Regions from separate parts of the Rattus norvegicus genome. Here region 2 is linked to region 1. The links are chromatin contacts, called in public Hi-C maps. All regions are on one chromosome and are shown on one strand. Each heading gives the region's core, a stretch centred on a gene start, on an enhancer-like site or on the middle of the called end of the contact. The rest is flanking DNA. Distances are from core to core; before and after follow the strand shown.

Region 1 (5,548 bases), core at 566-3,065:
TGTGCTGATTTTAGGAGAGAGAGAGAGAGAGAGAGAGAGAGAGAGAGAGAGAGAGAGAGAGAGAGAGAGAGAGAGAGAGAGAGAGAGAACTGGTAGACATGCTTATTATTTACTTGGAAATACTTCTAGTTCAGAGCAGTGTGTATCGCACCCTGGGGTGTCAAGTTATCTAATACTGGTCCCAACGTCAAGGTCAAACTTACATTTCTGTCCTGTGAGGAAACACCACGACCAAGGCAACTTAGAGAAGGATGGGTTGGGGGGGGAGGGGCTTATGTTTTAGGGGGATAAGAATGGTGGCGAGCCACGACACCAAGTGACAGACAAGGTTGCAGGGGTAGATAACTGAGAGCGCACATCTCTGACGCATGCGTAGAGCAAGTGACGTGGAAAGGAGGCGAGGCTTTTAATCTCAAAGCCAGACCCCCAGCGACTGCAAGCCCCTCTCTCCAGCAAGGCTGCAACACACAGGCCTCCACAAACAGTGCCACCAACTGGGGACCAAGTGTTCAACGGCCTGAGATTATAGACCTCCACAGGCCTACTCCTCCCACAGTCAAGGGAGTGAGAGAGAGGTGCCTTAAATGTCCCTCAATCAGACAACTGGGCTGGTGAATGTCTGTTCTTGGTGCTAAACACTCTACGCACAGCATGCTGGGAGAATCACAAATGTAGACTGGAGCATGATACTTGAGTTATACCCTTGCCTGGCACGAGTCTCTAACCTTTCCCCACGAAAGGACAAGGCTAAGGAGATTCTGTGAGTTCACTCAAGCTTTTGTGTCCCGCGACCATACGTGGCATCAAGAAGTGTCTGCTGATAGGCAAAGCCACTTTTCTTCAGCTGACTCCACCTTCCACACTTCAAGTCCTGAGCTCAGAAATCCCTTTTTTTTTTTTTTTTTGGTTCTTTTTTTCGGAGCTGGGGACCGAACCCAGGGCCTTGAGCTTCCTAGGTAAGCGCTCTACCACTGAGCTAAATCCCCAGCCCCAGAAATCCCTTTGTTTAACAAATGTGGTAAATGGAAGATGGATTCACAATTGTAATTTGTAATTACAATAGGAAATCTTCCGAGGCTCCGTCTTCCAAGTACCCTGAAACTGCTGGGGCTGCCTGGGGTCTTGCAAGCCTGTAGTCATTTTCTCTCCACCACCAGGACCAAGGCCACAATCCTCACAGGCAACTACTGTGCTCCTGCGCCTGCATTTCCCAGCTTCGCCACTAGAGGGAGACTTTCACCCTCCCTGTACTTGTGTAAATCTGTCCAGAACATTTTCACCCAGCAATCTTGAAGTAACTCCAGTTTCATTCATTCGGAAGGAAAAGCCCAGCTGTTGACTTCACGGACAGGGTTATACGTGACCTATGACTTCATTCGTGCAACTTTTTGACTCTCACCAACCTTCCTTCTCAGGGCTTTCTCACCCCCAGCACAAACTTAATCCCTGTTGGAGGGTGAGTCCTTCCTTCTTTGACTAGAGTCATCTTCCCCCAGAGAGAGAGAGACAACTGTCCACCCAACACCTCCACTCCATTTCAGAAATCTCTCAGACCTCATCCTCAAAATGAAGCATACATAGATCGCTGGCTTTGAAATTAAAACTACCCACAACACTTCCGGTCCCTCCGCGCCATTGAGTTTTTCCTTTCCAACAGCCTTCAGTCATCTTTAACCCCTGTAACCTCTTGGCTATTCTATTTTCTGGGGTTTCTTTGTTTTTATTTAGTTTTGGTTGGCATGTGCAGGCTGTGGTCTGTGGCGGTGACATACACTGTGACTGTCAAACTAGGACTGTCATTCAGCTTTGCAGACATGGGGCGTTTGTTTGTGGTGAGAATGCTCATAGCTCCCTTGGCAGCAGTTTTGAAAAACACAGTGCTCTATTGTTAATCACAGCCAATCTTTCATGCAGTGGCGATCAGGTCACCTCTCCCTATCTCTGCAGACCAAAGACAGAGCTCACTCCCATTCCTAACTGTAACTTGTGCATTATCCACTGCCCGTTCCCCACCTTGCACTCCCTCACTAAGACCTGATGGGACTGCATATCTCCCTTCTGTTTATTTTCTGCTGTGGCCCAACGCTTGATAGTGATGTGTGACCAACACTGAGGCTCAGTTCTTCTTCTGTGTAGGAGAGGAGGAGTGATTTCAAGTGCGCATGCGTACATCCTCACTTATTCCTGCCCACATAGAGACCAGAGGTCAACCCCACGGTGTCTTCCTCTACCTCTCTTTGCCTTATGCTTAAACACGCTTGCTCACTGAGCCTGGAACTCACTGTTTCAGCTAGAATGGCAGGCAGGTGCATTTCTGGCATCCTCCTGTCTCTGTGCCTCTGAGGTGGGGTTGCAGATCTGTGTGACTGCGCCGGTATTTAGCAGAGGTGCTAAGTATCCGGACCTGCACCCATAGGCTTGCAGAGTAAACGGTGACCCCATTCACCCCCTTCCCACCTCGCAGTACTATTTCTTTTTTTTTTTTTTTTTTTGGTTCTTTTTTCGGAGCTGGGGACCGAACCCAGGGCCTTGCGCTTCCTAGGCAAGCGCTCTACCACTGAGCTAAATCCCCAACCCCTATTTCTTGATGGCCGATAAAAACCCTATCTTCATAAAAACCCTATCTTCCTCCCTTGAAATAAAAACGTGGAAAGAATGTTTCCACATCAGGTGGCTACTCCCTTATTTTACCCGCTTTTCAAGGGAACCTTTAAAACGACGTATTTTGCACCTGATCATCCACATTCGTTGCTGTTCCCTTCTTCAAAGCTGGAAACTGGAAACAGCCTAGATGTTTGTCAACTGGAGAATGGATAAAGGGGGTGCTTTTGAGATATTCTTATCTAACCCTTCGCTCACCCTGCCTGAGCAACCAGCTTCTTCCCCAGTAGCAGCCATTTGCCAAGCTCAGGGCTCCCAGCAGCTTTTACATAGAACACGTAGAACGGGGCCCGCAGGAGAGAGGGTGTAGGGGAGGTGTGGAGGGATGAGGGGGTGGGAGGGTCTGGATAACAAGAGAAGTAGCACCCATTTTACAGGTCATGTAATTGTTCAACTAAACCGGAAGTTATTCAAAGCTTAAGAACCCTTTCTAGAACTTCTCATTTCATACTTTATTCAGTATCCTGCTTGGCTGCAGGTAACTGGAGTCTCAGGAAGTTAAAACTCAGGGTGGAGGTAGAGGCCAGGACCTTGAGAGGTGAAAGGGGTATGAATAGCTCCTCCGGTTCCCACCCCGAGCCAGACAAGGCCATGTGGCTCCAGAGGCTGCTTTACTTCAGATATGTGAAAGCACTGTGGGCTGAGAAACCAAAATCAGAGAGGAGTCGGGGAGGGATGGAGCGAGAAGGAGAGAGAGGGAGGATTGTGGGGGGAATAACAATGGCCAACTTTGCTGTTATCTCTCAGTATATTTTTATCTAGGCTCGATGAGGTAGTGTGCGTCTGCAATCCCAGCACCCAAAAGATAGAGGCAGGGGGATTTCCAGTTCAAGGCCAGCCTGTACTACATAGCAGGGTTGTGGTTTTGTTTTGATGGGGCCTTGAAGCACGTCCTCTCTCCGGACAGCTGCAGAATCTCCACAACAAATGAGCCAGGGTAATCACGGCAGTAGGGGCCAGAAGGTCACGGGCAGCAAGATATGTCCGAAAGCGAACACTTAGTCTATAGGTGGGTTCCAGGCACGCAAGATGGCTCTGTGAAGAAGGCAGAGATTTGAAAGTTGTATTGGGGGCCGTTCCCAGTCCTCCCTTGTAGCCTGTTGTACCTCTGGGTGTAGTCATGTTTGTGCACTTACTGTTTTCAACCAGTTCGTCTGCCCCTCTCTCTTAGCACCGACCAAAGCAGGTGGCATCCTTCAGGAAGACTGTGAACCCTTGAGAAGGTCACTGGGGCGGGACTTGCATCTTTGCTCAGACACTCACCTCTCTGGTTAAAGAGCTCAGAGCCTGCCCTCCCAGACAGATCATTGGAGGACTCACCCGGGCCTCCACAGTCACCAAACCGGATGGTCAAGGCAGAGAACATTCTAGAACCCCAATTGTATCTAATGAGCTGAAAGGCACAAGAGAAGAACGATGTTACCTCCGGGAAACTATAACTTACCTACCCAATTTGTTCACCTGAGTGGTAGCAAAAGTGTAAAAGTCCCTCCCCACCTCCTTACACTTTTTAAGCTCTACCGCCATCTGGTGACTAGATCTGGTATTGCATGTGAGCGATTGCGTTCACTTTGAACCGCCCCTTTCAAATTGCTAATCTCTTTTAGTGAGTGCATCCCAGGGCTCTGATACTGCAAACGCATGCAACTAAAAGGCAAGGTGATAGAGCTAAACAGCAAGAAAAGCCTCAGGCTGTTACTTCAACTACCACCGTTCAAACCTGAGAAATGACGTGTGCCGTTTGCTGCCGTGTATCACTACTCACTAACCTTTCTGCCAGGCCACGATGTCACCACAAAGTTCATCCCAAGACTGGATGAGTTCTGCTGTGTGGCAATCAGCAAATTTCTGATCTCTGAGACATCTGAGAAACAATATAGCATGTCCCAAACTATATCAGTCCTAAGCATCCCGTACAAAGAAACACAGGAGAGGACAAAGATTGCACTTATTTAAAACGGTGACGTGGTCTAACTGTTTTGATTAGACCTTTCATGTGTCATCTTCCCCACTTTAATACATAGATGTTAGAAAATAATACAATATAGATGCTGTTTAAACCTTTTTTTTTTTACATATTCTATTGTCTCTTTACTGTCTGTGACATATTCTTACAGCCTAAACCACTGATTGGCATAAGAGAAGTTCTTATTAAATAGGTGTGAACAAACCAACCTGCATAATTACCTATAACAACAACAATATTCTTTTCAGCGTAAACCATATAGAGTCACCAGTTGTGATTGGAATGTGAAACATTCTCCTGAATCCTCAAAGTTTGGAGATTTCGTCTCCAGCAGGTGGCATCGTTCAGGAAGACTGTGAACCCTTGAGAAGGTCACTGGGGCGGGACTTAGGTTTTATAACCCAGCCCCACTCCCTGTTCACTCTTTGCTTCCGGCTCCACCAAGATATGGAGCAAGAAGTCCCTGCTGCACATCTTCAGTGCTATCTGCTGCCCCGTGTCTTTCTCTCCATGGCAGACTGTACCCCCTCGAACTGCGAGCCAGTGTAAACCCTTCCTCCATTAGGTTGCTTTTGGTCAAGACAAGAGGTAACTGACACACTAATATCTTATCTGCCATTAATGTCATTTGTATTTTTTGTAGGAAAAAGCAGCAATAAGCCAAAAAAGTAGATTTTCTGGATTTCATTAGACAATCAGTGGCTACCCTAGTTTATAAGGACACCTACGATAACTGATTTTTCAGTCCATTAAAACTGTGTCATGTCCCTCAAAGTTTATCCTTCAGAATGAAGCGGAATGATATCATTCTCATCAGATTGGAATTTCCAAGGGGGAATTAAAGGCTAAGGATACCTGGCTCCCATATCCCAAAGACGCAACCTAACAGCCCTAGGTGTGCCTCATAAATGGTTCCTTCTC
Region 2 (5,304 bases), core at 1,359-3,858, 560 kb before region 1:
GAGATGGGTAGAGAGGCAGAGCCTACCCTTAGTCCCAAGCACATAAAAAAGGGACATAGGTGCACAGACATGTACATGATGCATAAACACACAGAGGCCTAGGGAACTCGGGACAAAACATAAAAGGTAGACCTGGAAAGATGGGACCCTCCCGGGGCTACGATCTCGGTTTTTATTTGCGGTTTCCTCTCGCTGAGCTTTAGAAGAAGAGAGTCCGAGTGGATGGCCGCCAGAGTTTACATTTGATTTTCGAGCACATGTTCAGGGTGGTATGGGTAGGCAACAAGAGAATGGGCAGTAGAAAAACATGTTTGCTTCCCTTCTTTCCTTGATGCTGGGGCCACCGGTATCTCCAGAGGTCCCCCAGCTGAAGAATGATGGCCCAGGCTAGACACTGGAGGATGCCTTCGAGAACTGGGTTGGGCATTTCCGGGGCGGAGCTGAGGACAGGTTGGTCCTGATAGTTGCCAGAGTTTGGTCAGATTGGCCAGGAGGTCAGAAAGCGGTGGGGGTGGGGTGTACATTTCCCAGCCACCTTTCCCCTGCCGGTGGGAAGCTTGGACTTTGGGTAGGTGACATCAGCTCTCCTCTCCTCCAGGTCCCCTGAGGAGCTGGGGTGGGATGAGCTGGCTTCCTGTTGGGGCCCAGTTCTAGGGGTAGCTGTCACCTCCTGGCCCCCACCCTCCGGGGTAGGTCTGAGGTAAGCAAAGCAGAGGCAGAAGCTTACCAGTGGCCCTGGGCCTCGGGTGTGGGTGTGGGAGGGTTGCTGGTTCCTGCTTCTCCAATGTCTCCAGCTCTTAGTACAGAGTCTCCTAAGGGACAGAGTTCTCAGTGACCTAAAGCTGCTGCTGTGTTGTCTCCCCTACCGAGATTTCCAGAGAGCTCACTAGGCCTAAGCATGTCCCTGTCCACAGCTTGGGAATCGCTATCAAATCTGCCTTTTGATTGTAGAGTTGAAGAGCTAAATGAATAGTTGCGTGGGGTGGGTCCCTGTGTGGGTCCCGTGTTAGAAGTGAGTCTCTCTTGGCATCTACTCCCAGGGAAAATCGGAGTAGAACAAGAGGGATGAAAGAGGGACCTTTGCGGTGGCATCCTCACATCTTGATTTAGATCCTTTATAGGGAAACCATTGAGTGGATCCCGCGTGTTGTTTCCAGCTTTTGGGCATTCTGGGGGGTCCTCCCTCTTCCTCCCTTGAAAAGTGAAGCTTATTGAAAAAGTCAATGTGCTTTATGTGTGTTTTGCTTTATTCATGAAGACATGTTGTCACTTGTACCTTAATAACCCATGGGCACCCGGGGGAGGGAGCATTTCATGGCAAAATAGACAGGAAACTGTTTGGAAAACGTAAACACGTTATTAAACGGTGAGGTATGATCTGATCCACTTACTCAGTCAGCATAGGCAGTCCTCCCCTCCCCACGCTCTCCCTGTAGCTTCCTAATCAGGCACAGGACACTGGTTCGCCCCAGTGTGCAAGCAAAGTGGGGCGGAGGAGACTGGGAAGTCAGGGAAGGGAATAATGGAATGCCCTGAAGTCACCTCTCCTTTCGTCTGTGAGGCGCCCTTCTCTGCCCGGCCGCGGCTTGTTGCTAATCATTTAGAAGCCAAGGCTTTAATTGTTTTATCTTACTAAAGCACAAGCCCCTGCAGCTCTTCGTCTCCCCCTGGTGTTCGTTCCTGCCATTTCTCAAGATTCTTCCCGATAGCGCGCGCGCGCGCGGGGGGTGGGGGGGGGTGGGGGGTGCAATTCCCAGGGAGAGGCTGGGCACAGGAAATTTTGGAGGGGGGAGAGAGTGGGGGGGTCCTTCTGATCGGCGATACTAGGATGTGCCTGACGAAACCATATTGCTGTTGTTATCATTGTTCCTTAGTTTTCCCTCCTTGCTAGCTCCTGACGGAATCCTTCGCACCTCCGTTGCGAAGAACTTCAGTTTAAAAAAGACTTGGGGGAGTTTGGAAAAGTAAGCTGATCTCCCTAAATAATCTGGTCTTCCTCCCGCCCCCACCCCAAGTAGCAGGGAGTGAAGAACGAAGAGGGGGATCCTCCCCTGGTTTGAATCCAACTAAGAAATCAGAAAGACATAAAAGGAAAATCAAGTGAACAATGATCAGCCCCACCCCCACCCCACCCCCCGCGCGCACAATACAATCTATTTAATTGTACTTCATACTTTTCATTCCAATGGGGTGACTTTTCTTCTGGAGAACCTCTTGATTCTTGAACTCTGGGGCTGGCAGCTAGCAAAAGGGGAAGCGGGCTGCCGCTCGGTGCAGGTTTTGCAGAGGTCTCTGTCCAGTGGGTGTTTTCTTTTTCTTAGCCCTGCCCCTGGATTGTCAGACGGCGGGCGTCTGCCTCTGAAGTTAGCCGTGATTTCCTCTAGAGCCGGGTCTTATCTCCGGCTGCACGTTGCCTGTGGGTGACTAATCACACAATAACATTGTTTAGGGCTGGAATAAAGTCGGAGCTGTTTACCCCCACTCTATAGGGGTTCAATATAAAAAGCCCGGCGGAGAGCTGTCCGAGCCAGACGCGTTCCAGCACTGGCGCTGAGAGCCTGACTGGGTCTGCTCCGCTTGTCCTCGAGCGCTGCCTCCCGGGCTGCCCGCGACGCTTTCGCTCCGGTGAAGGGGCCACTTTTTGAAGACCGCGCTGAGATCTCCAAAAGCCAGAGGCGATCAGAGCAACCAGACACCGTCCTCTTCGTTTTGCATTGAGTTCCATTTGCAACCGAGTTTTCTTTCTTTCTTTTTTTTTTCTTTTTTTCCCTCCTCTTCTTCTGATCCCTTTGCAGAATGGATTATTTTCCCGTGATCTTCTCTCTGCTGTTTGTGGCTTTCCAAGGAGCTCCAGAAACAGGTAGGTGCCACTTGCGAATCTTTCTGCTTCAGCGCAACGCCGTTCTCGCTTCTGTTTTCCACTTTTCTTTTTTCTTTCTGTCCTTTTTTTTTTTTTTTTAAATTACTGAAGCTGGAGCAGCAAGTGCCTTGCAATTACTTCTGTGTGCCAGCGAAAGGAATAAAACTCCTGTTTGAATACAACTGACTACAACCGAGTATCACATAGCTTTAAAATAACGTTGTAGCCGTATCGCTGAGTGGCTACAGCTGAGGCAAGGATATATTTGAAATACGTGTGTTTAGGGTTGCATGGTGCATTTAGGAGCTTATTCAAACGCTGTCTTGATAGTGTGCTAATGTGTAAAATACTAAAACACTCCAGCTTAAAGCCAAGGAATTTTATTCAGGTCATGCAGGCACAACGTGAGCAGTGAAATCACCTGCCGATCAACCGTGCGCTGAGTAACCCCGCAGGCGGTTTCAGGGCGAAGCACATGCTTTCTTTAAAATTTGTCACTATTGACTTAAGGTTTCATTTGGCAGGTTTTTGGCATCCTCAAACAGCCTGAGCTCTATTTCAGTAGTATTCACCTGTCCTGGGAAGGGAGCCGGGATCATTCCTGCCTGATTAAGGAATTAGACAGTATGGGCCGCTTCTGGTTCTTTCTCCTCCCATCCTGTTTTTTTAGGGTCAGTGCCTTCTTTTTGTCTTCACCTGACCCTAAGCAAAGAGAGAGGTTGTCAAAGGGATGAAAATCCTGGAATGTGTCTGATCGTTTGAAATGAACAAAATTGGGAAGAGAAAATGCACGACCAAATGGTCAATTGAAAGAGGCTAGCGATGCTGTGTTGGGCCAGAGGGAGGTGTCAAGTCCCACGCAAGCTGTGCGGCCCCAGGATTCTGAACCCAGAGTACTTCCCTGGCTCCCCTGAGCTGTACCTTCTCTTCCTTGAGTGGCCACTTATCTCCCACCTGCAGTGACTGTTGTAAAGTCAGTTTCTCTTCGGTGTCCAGGCATTTTCTGGAAGTTCTTGCTTTCTGCCTAACATAAAAAGGCACCCATATGCAACCTAGATCATTCTGTGCCCCTACACGAGCTGGAATGGGGTGGGTACCCCTAAGGAGGTTATCCTGAGTTGGGAACGTGGCTCCAAGGCTGCTAGGAATAGACGGTCTGTCTTATTTACTTGTGGCCACCAGCCAGCTTAATCTATGGGAGTTGTGCTAGTCTAAGTCTCAGGTATGGACTTCCTCAAAATTCCATTTTGAAGCGTCTTCAGAAGACTGGAAGAGTCCTTTCCTAGCTGTTTCTCTCTCTCTCTCTCTCTCTCTCTCTCTCTCTCTCTCTGTCTCTCTCTCTCTCTGTCTCTGTCTCTGTCTCTCTCTCTCTCTCTCTCTCTCTCTCTCTCTCTCTCTCTGTGTGTGTGTGTGTGTGTGTGTGTGTGTGTGTGTAATCTCCCTGCAGGTTGGATAAGCCAGCCAGGGTAAGGGTGAAGTCCTGTTAAGCACGGAGAACAAAGAAGTCTCTTTCTTTCTGTTTGTGTTTCTGGCTAAAGGCAGTTTTATGCCTTGTCTGCTTCTATTTGCGCTGCTAGATCTGGCCTGAATACTTGGATGCAGGTGCTTGCTCTGGACGCCTGAAGAGAGATTCCTACTAACCCGACCCTCTGTTCTCTTCACAGCTGTCTTGGGAGCAGAGCTCAGCCCCCGAGCTGAGAAGGAAGTGCAGAGCCCCCCTCCCAGCACATCCTGGAGACCCCGCAGGTCCAAGCGTTGCTCCTGCTCCTCCTTGATGGACAAGGAGTGTGTCTACTTCTGCCACCTGGACATCATCTGGGTCAACACTCCCGAGTGAGTCTCTAGAGGGCATTGTAGTCCTAGCCATCCTCTTACTGCTGGGGCTTTCTGGAGCTGGGAGACCCAGCTGGGGTTTCTGTTCTGGGAGGTTTCTGGGCTTTTGCATTTCTGAAGGCAAAAACGTGCCTCCCAGGGGGAACAGTGCTGACTGAGACAGATGAGCTTAGTGGTAGCCATGTAGGAGAGGGTCTTCTGAGAGGCTCAGAGTCACACTGCTTACTGTGGGATGAGGGCAAACAGGAAGGAATTGTGCATTTGAAGACAAGAAAGGGACGGAAGAACGTAGCGAGAGGCTCTCGATGTGGACTTAGGGATCAGTAGACCAGGTCCTATGGAGGGTAACATACCTATACTTCTCAGAGAGGCTCGCTGAATCTGTTCCAGACATACAGATGTAATAGGGAGTTATGACATATTTCCTTTCTTTTACTTATAGGAAAACTAAGAAACACAATGTTGAAGCCCCTTGCACAGGAATGAGCTGGGAGTAGGGCTAGAGCAGGGAACTGAGCTTCCTGTTTCTCTCTTTCGTCTTTAGAAAACTGTGATCCAAGGCAGAGCTCAGAACAGCGCCCATAGGTTTCTCTTGTACCTTCAGAGTGAAC

The links. A called contact is a pair of places that touch in the nucleus more often than the background predicts.
Region 2: a contact with region 1 is called in a Hi-C map of Schwann cells, with 4 times the contacts expected there. The contact joins the promoter of Edn1 here to the enhancer-like site in region 1. A contact is called at or near these places in 4 of 12 Hi-C or Micro-C datasets (the A7r5 cell line, the Rat2 cell line, Schwann cells and 1 more).

Annotation. Positions count from the first base shown.
Region 1 is chr17:22,099,063-22,104,610 of GRCr8, reverse strand. The region is part of intron 3 of Phactr1 (phosphatase and actin regulator 1); the gene reads left to right. Among named protein-coding and RNA genes, the nearest start is that of Phactr1, 140 kb to the left of the region's middle. Within about 2 kb of position 1,815, at least 38 of the 93 cell types and tissues checked have an H3K27ac peak or open chromatin away from gene starts, as enhancers often do. A contact at or near this core is called in Schwann cells, where this site is marked.
Region 2 is chr17:22,663,991-22,669,294 of GRCr8, reverse strand. It overlaps Edn1 (endothelin 1), which reads left to right and starts at 2,608. Exons shown (of 5, transcript NM_012548.2): 1 at 2,608-2,860; 2 at 4,525-4,693. The coding sequence starts at 2,797.